Regions from separate parts of the Drosophila melanogaster genome. Here region 2 is linked to region 1. The links are chromatin contacts, called in public Hi-C maps. All regions are on one chromosome and are shown on one strand. Each heading gives the region's core, a stretch centred on a gene start, on an enhancer-like site or on the middle of the called end of the contact. The rest is flanking DNA. Distances are from core to core; before and after follow the strand shown.

Evidence for each region. Hi-C and Micro-C count contacts between places; a contact is called where the count stands out from the background.
Region 2: a contact with region 1 is called in a Hi-C map of the Kc167 cell line, with 9 times the contacts expected there. The contact joins the promoter of Stat92E here to the promoter of cic in region 1. A contact is called at or near these places in 15 of 107 Hi-C or Micro-C datasets (the Clone 8 cell line, the D17-c3 cell line, the Kc167 cell line and 7 more) and 2 of 6 datasets of contacts at active chromatin or transcription factors (both in the Kc167 cell line).

What each region holds. Positions count from the first base shown.
Region 1 is chr3R:20,251,144-20,254,287 of dm6, reverse strand. It overlaps cic (capicua), which reads right to left and starts at 1,518. Exons shown (of 18, transcript NM_001275826.1): 1 at 435-1,518.
Region 2 is chr3R:20,550,881-20,554,024 of dm6, reverse strand. It overlaps Stat92E (Signal-transducer and activator of transcription protein at 92E), which reads left to right and starts at 1,714. Exons shown (of 8, transcript NM_001275828.1): 1 at 1,714-1,944. It overlaps DPCoAC (Dephosphocoenzyme A carrier), which reads left to right. Exons shown (of 6, transcript NM_001300499.1): 3 at 1-129; 4 at 190-455; 5 at 715-898; 6 at 969-1,640. The coding sequence ends at 1,116. It overlaps att-ORFB (alternative testis transcripts open reading frame B), which reads left to right. Exons shown (of 5, transcript NM_206523.3): 2 at 1-129; 3 at 190-455; 4 at 712-898; 5 at 969-1,390. The coding sequence ends at 441.

The sequences.
Region 1 (3,144 bases), core at 269-2,768:
CATATTAATTCTAGGAGCTATTGTTACGACTTTTTTGTATTTTATGAACAATATGATGTGCAAATGTTTAAATGTTGAGGCTTAGGGTTTATTTAACAAATGAATAGAATTTCTTGAATACAAATTTTGTGGCCTGACCAGCTACAACAAATACACACGGTCACACTGAGACCCACCGCTCTCTTGCCAACTCTCTAATTCCCAGAGAGCGGGGGTGTGCTGGTATGTGTATGTGTGCAAGTTGTGGAAATGAATGAAGCTCTGCTTGCCAACAACGTAAAAGCAAGTGTAAGAGCAAGCCCGGAAGAGGGGGAACAAGAGAGAGAGAGAGAGAGACTGGGGAAGTGAGATGGCGAGAACGGAAGCGGGAAGGGAAATACAAAATTTTCCAATTGGCAAGCACATACAACATGGGGTAAAAGAATTTCGCTTACCGTTTTTCGCTTATTGACGTAGGCGTCCGTTTCTCTCTGTACGTATATGTTTACGTGTATGGGTGTTTATTGCTGTTTTTCTCTTTTATTTTATTTGCTCGGCTTGTTTTTGTTATGCAAAAGGCATAGACTTTTTCGGGTTTTACACGTTAAAAACACAAACACTTTAAAAATTATTTAACTGCTCGCTAAGCCGTTGGTTCTCGCTCTCCCGCGCTGCAAATGCACTGCAAACAAAATGTTGGATTATGGCTGGCTGGGCTTTACAACTTTTCCACGAGCAAAACAACGCACGACTGTGGAAAACGCGAACCGACGAACCGAAAACCGTGAAAAGTGTTCATTCATTGAGGAAAATTGAAATGAGCGCCTAGCATGTGACTCTCTCGCGATTGCTCTCTATGTCTCTCTATCTCTCTTGCCCACACTCGATTTGGGGGCCAGTGTTGCCAACTCAGAGCATAGAGCAGAGCCCAATGCCAATAAGCCGAATCGGGGAAAAGGAGTAAGCAAAGCAAAAAGCCCTGCCTCAGATACTCCAATTCTGATTCGAACTTATTAATTATTTAATTGGGATTCTCGGGCAGCAGTATTGTGGGCTGGCAACACTGCTCCTCTGCACAGACAGCGCGTCGACGTCAGCGTGTTAGTGTTTGTGTGCGTGCTGCGCTCGCTCTCTTTTCCTCATTCACACTCGCACCCTCTCTGTCGCACGCGCATTTTCGATTGATTGTTGTTGTTATTATTATCTTTATACGAGCTTAATCCAATATTTAGCCAGTATCTATGCAGCCCAGTTTGTTTTCCCAGCTCTCTGTTTCACTTGTTTTCACACCTACACTTGTGCGTGCGCTCGCGTTTGTGTGCGTAAGTGCCTTGTATTTGCAAACGAATTTAATTTGCGACACCTAAAAATCGAACAAATGTCGCCACAAACCGTTTTATTCACACAAAAGCCTGCAGGCGCTGCCCGATTTGGCTATTATTGGGGTTTTGTGCGCGGGGCACAAGAGCAATTCACAGGAGCTCCACCTTCCGACATCCGCGACACGTCCGTGCGATTCCGAGCATGAAGTGAGAATCTGCTGGAGACCATTTGCCCCATTTGAGAAAATACCCCCAAAGTGGGACCGTTGGCCGGATTGGGCAAAATCTTACAAGTTGCGTGGCAAAGGCGAATGATACGGTTACACTGGCGCCGCGAGCGGGTGCAACCAAATGTTGTAACTTTTCGGTGATAGAGCGATATATAAATAAATAAAAATTGTAATTGCTTCTTAACATTTACTTTTAGCATGGTTTGCGAATTTATACAAAGATTGTATGAACTGGCTTGTGTACAATCTATCGTTAAGTTAGTCAGTACACGAACCTCTACAGTTCTACACTTCAGTCTGGCAATGCCCAACGTTCTTAAAAATTATGAAATTGTGGTAGCACTGAAAAATATCTGCCACATTTATATTCATTTCTTGTAGAGTAAAGGGGTGTAATATTGCTATTATTGTTTTTAGGTTTTATTGTTTAAGTTAAGTTACTTATATAATATAGTACTGTGTGCAGGAACTTCGGCTGTGTAGGTTGTTTATGATAATCTTCTTTGAATGCATTATTTACATGTAGTAACTTAGTCCAATGTTGTTCAGTTGTTTGGATTATAATAAAAACTAGCATAGTATTATTTACAATTTATGTTACTTTCTTTTTTATTAATATTTCGATTTTATGGAATAGGACAGTTCCTAGGAAATGTGGCATTTATAAAAAGATCAAGGCATCTGTCGGTCTTAAAGATGGTCTGTTTGGTTTAAATGTTACATATGAGATTAGTTCTTAAGATTTGGAGAGATGTCCTTGATTTGATAAAAGGCGTGGAAGAAAGTGTTTTCGAAACTGTAAGGTATATATATTCCGTCTGTCTTGATTTTCCTTCCGTCGAGATTTAGGAAACTTTAAAATCAAAGCCAAGTAAATGTAGATGATTTATATAATCTTAAATAGGTAAGGTAACACTTAAAAACAAACGTGTATCAACAAAAGTTTTTACGAATACGTAATATGCATAATATGCATAGGCATATGCATCCCAGAAAATTTCACAACTATTAAAACATTTAATAAACCAAAATACATTGTTGAAGGCTGTTCAAAATAATCCCCAGAGTAAATAAAAGCTAATGATTGGCAAGCCAAATTTTAAGTGTGACAATAGTCATTTAATTTAAGTACCGCTCCATTTGAGCTTGAGCTTAAAAACTTCTCATTAAACTCAACTTTCTTGAGTGGATAATTTATGAATGCACTATCCTCAAATGAGACCGCTCATATGGAAGGAGCCGTAAAAAGTGCAAACATTCATCAAATTCGCGCCGGAACTTTGGAAATATGAAAACCGCGCTATGTGATCCGTGCACCTGGTGCCGTCTAGCGACATAAATTACGCATACGTCGTGTTAACCGTGGGAAAACATATAAATGTGTTTGCACCCACGCGACAGCGGCAAAAAACAAATTGTTGTACCTTCTGTTGCTGCTGCTATTATTGCCATAACTTTGGACTTTTATTAGCAGAAAACTCTCGGAGCGAATTTTGGCTCCATCAACGAAGAGGCAGCATTTCCAGTTTAATGAGCTGAAAAGTGCAAGTTGAGATACGCAGGTCCCGAAGTATTAGGTTCATTTGATTAATTGGTGGAGCTGGAAAATTTTG
Region 2 (3,144 bases), core at 465-2,964, 300 kb before region 1:
CGAGGGCGTTTTGGCCCTGTGGCGGGGGAACTCGGCCACGATGGCCAGAATCGTGCCCTACGCAGCCATACAGTTCACGGCCCACGAGCAGTGGCGTCGCATCCTGCACGTCGACAAGGACGGCACCAAGTGAGTTGTACTATGCTCTAGATTCTCACCAACTTCATGGCGAATCATTCTATTTTGCAGCACGAAAGGTCGTCGGTTTTTGGCTGGCTCCCTGGCGGGAATCACCTCACAGTCGCTGACGTATCCTCTGGACCTGGCACGCGCCCGCATGGCCGTCACGGATCGGTATACTGGCTATCGGACGCTGCGACAAGTCTTCACCAAGATCTGGGTGGAGGAGGGTCCGCGGACGCTGTTCCGCGGCTACTGGGCGACCGTTCTCGGCGTGATTCCCTATGCGGGCACCTCCTTCTTCACCTACGAGACTCTTAAGCGGGAATACTATGGTAGGAATACTACCTATATCCTAATATAAAATTCTATAGACTTAGGGGAGATGTTCATTTAAAAATTCTTGTATATTGTATATGTCCATAGAATTCGGTTTTAAGCCCCAAGTTTATTGTGGAATTATACAGATAATTTCAATTTAAACCGGCATTCTGGGTCATTGTCATTATTTTGATTATGCTAGTAGAAGTTACCTATATTCTAATTAAGTGCTCACTGAATTTGCCAACTAAATGACTTGTTTGCTTGCAGAAGTGGTCGGCAACAATAAACCCAATACTCTAGTCTCGCTGGCCTTCGGTGCTGCGGCTGGTGCCGCCGGGCAAACGGCCAGCTATCCATTGGACATTGTGCGGCGAAGAATGCAGACAATGCGGGTGAACACGGCTGGCGGAGATCGGTACCCAACCATCCTGGAGACTCTCGTCAAGATCTATCGGTGCGTGCAAATCTTTGTCAACGATTTTATTCATATTTTAATTGCGATTTTAATTACGATTTCCAAACAGTGAGGAGGGCGTCAAGAACGGTTTCTACAAGGGACTTAGCATGAACTGGATCAAGGGACCCATCGCCGTGGGCATCAGCTTCTCCACCTACGATCTGATCAAGGCGTGGCTCACGGAGCTGGCCAACTTGAGACGGGTTGAGAAATAGCCCAGCTCCCTGCCCCTGCCACTCGTCACCCATAAACACCACACCAAAAACGCACTGCTTTGATCTTAAGTCTCGCGATCGATGGATGAGCTGAGGAAATAGAAGTGAAGCACCGACATGCTCTAATTGTTAGATATTTTTTAGCTGTTAGTTGTGAGGGAGAGAAGCGATGAAGTGAAGACACCCGAAAGCGCTTAACTTTGTTATTAACCGTAATTGATTTATTATCGCCGTAAGCCGAAAGTATATCAGCCAATAAACTGTCTGAATAATGACTCGCCTGGCACATACTGCTCCCCAGGACCTCGTATTCAATGGTGTTGCTTTGACAATAACACTCCTAGATTAATGATTACGATTTACCCGAACATTTTGTATATTGTGTATTGCCAACTCAATGTCAAGGCGCTGCGACTGTTAAAATAGTCATGAATTTGAGGGTGTTCACACCAGCATATACTATGTAATTCTTGTATGTTAGTGTGTTTTTATTATTAAAATTTACAAAATTGTTTAACTGATCGATTATCTCAATCGTTTTTAAAACGCGCGCCATCGGTTGTGACAGGTGGCACCTCCGGCGATTACGCGATAACATCTTTTGCGGGGGTGCTGTATATCGAAATATGCTGGTAGTCGCGTTCGCAAAAATTCGAGTGCTCGCAAAACGAAAACAACGTAAATTTAGTGCGTTTTAAAAGTGATAATTAAGACTATTTGCCCTGGAATTAGGTGGCCCAACAGCCGTGAGCTGCAGGCGGTGTTGTTTTAAGGATAAAAAGCGTTTTTCCCCCAACACCTGCCATAACCAAAAAGGCAATCTGAAAGGTGAGTGATTTGCTGTGCTGCGCCGATTGTGGAATGGATTAATTATTTAAGGCCTATTGATTAGACGGGGCACAGCCTTAAAAAAACCCCTCTCCGAGCACCAACCCTCTTCATTTAAAGAGGGTCGGGGGTGGCATTCTCATGCTCGCTTGTTGCTGCGCACAACAGGTGAAAATTCAGAAGTCGCGTATGTTTATATGCAGAATACACAAGAGTTGGCAAAAGACCATTAATTGTGCTTCTCTGCGTCTGGGGTAACCTTGACTTTCGGTGGACAAATCAATCAAATGCAATTAATTACACCGCCAGCGGTGCATATGTGTGGGTGGCAGCTCGTGTGTGTACAGACAACATGCGCACTCATATCTGCGGCGCCACAATGATGCGAAAATGGGTGTAAACCCCCTTTGATAAATGTTTGTTTATCGCAATTAGCTTCGCAAATTGTTTATTCTTTAGCAGCCGACAGTGCTGTTAACTTAACAGGGGTGCGAGGGTTGCACTTCGGGTTATCAGAGTTTTCCACCATCAAATTCATTTTACTTCTAAATAATAACTTCAATCAACTTATTTTTCTTTAATTAACTCACAAAGTTTAGTGGAATATTAGCACGATAGAGATATATATTTCGTAACTTGTTTAGTCTTAATGTTTCTTTTAGAACATCTTTACGAAAAATCCTAAATGCTATTTGTTTAATTATGTGCATTCCAAGTCAAAAATTTATAAGTAATAACAATTCAAAAATTTTGTTTTACCATAGTTATCGAGCTTTGGTCCCTGGTTGTTAACAATATTTTACTGCGCTGCTCTATAAAATTAAATCAACTTATTTTCTAATTAGAATTTCCTATCTTCCCGGTTTGGCAGAGATTTATCAGAATCGATACCCACTGTTAACAGCGATTGTTCACATGTGTTCATCGTCCGATAGTATCGCATGTGGATCGCTTTCGCTCCAACTCTAGAGACGCGGCAGTCGTTTTTTAGCCACTATAGGGAATTGTTCGAATGCGGAGCAATTTTCAAATGCGCAACCAGTTGAATTCTTTTGCAAGTGCACTTTGTTTTCAAGGATTCGTTTAACTGATAGGATTTCCTTTGGTCGAGACTCTAGTTTTTTTTTCTAAATTCTCAGTGCGTGTGCGGGTGTGCATGTGCGTTCCGTCTCCCTCGCACTGCGTCGTGTGTGTAATGTT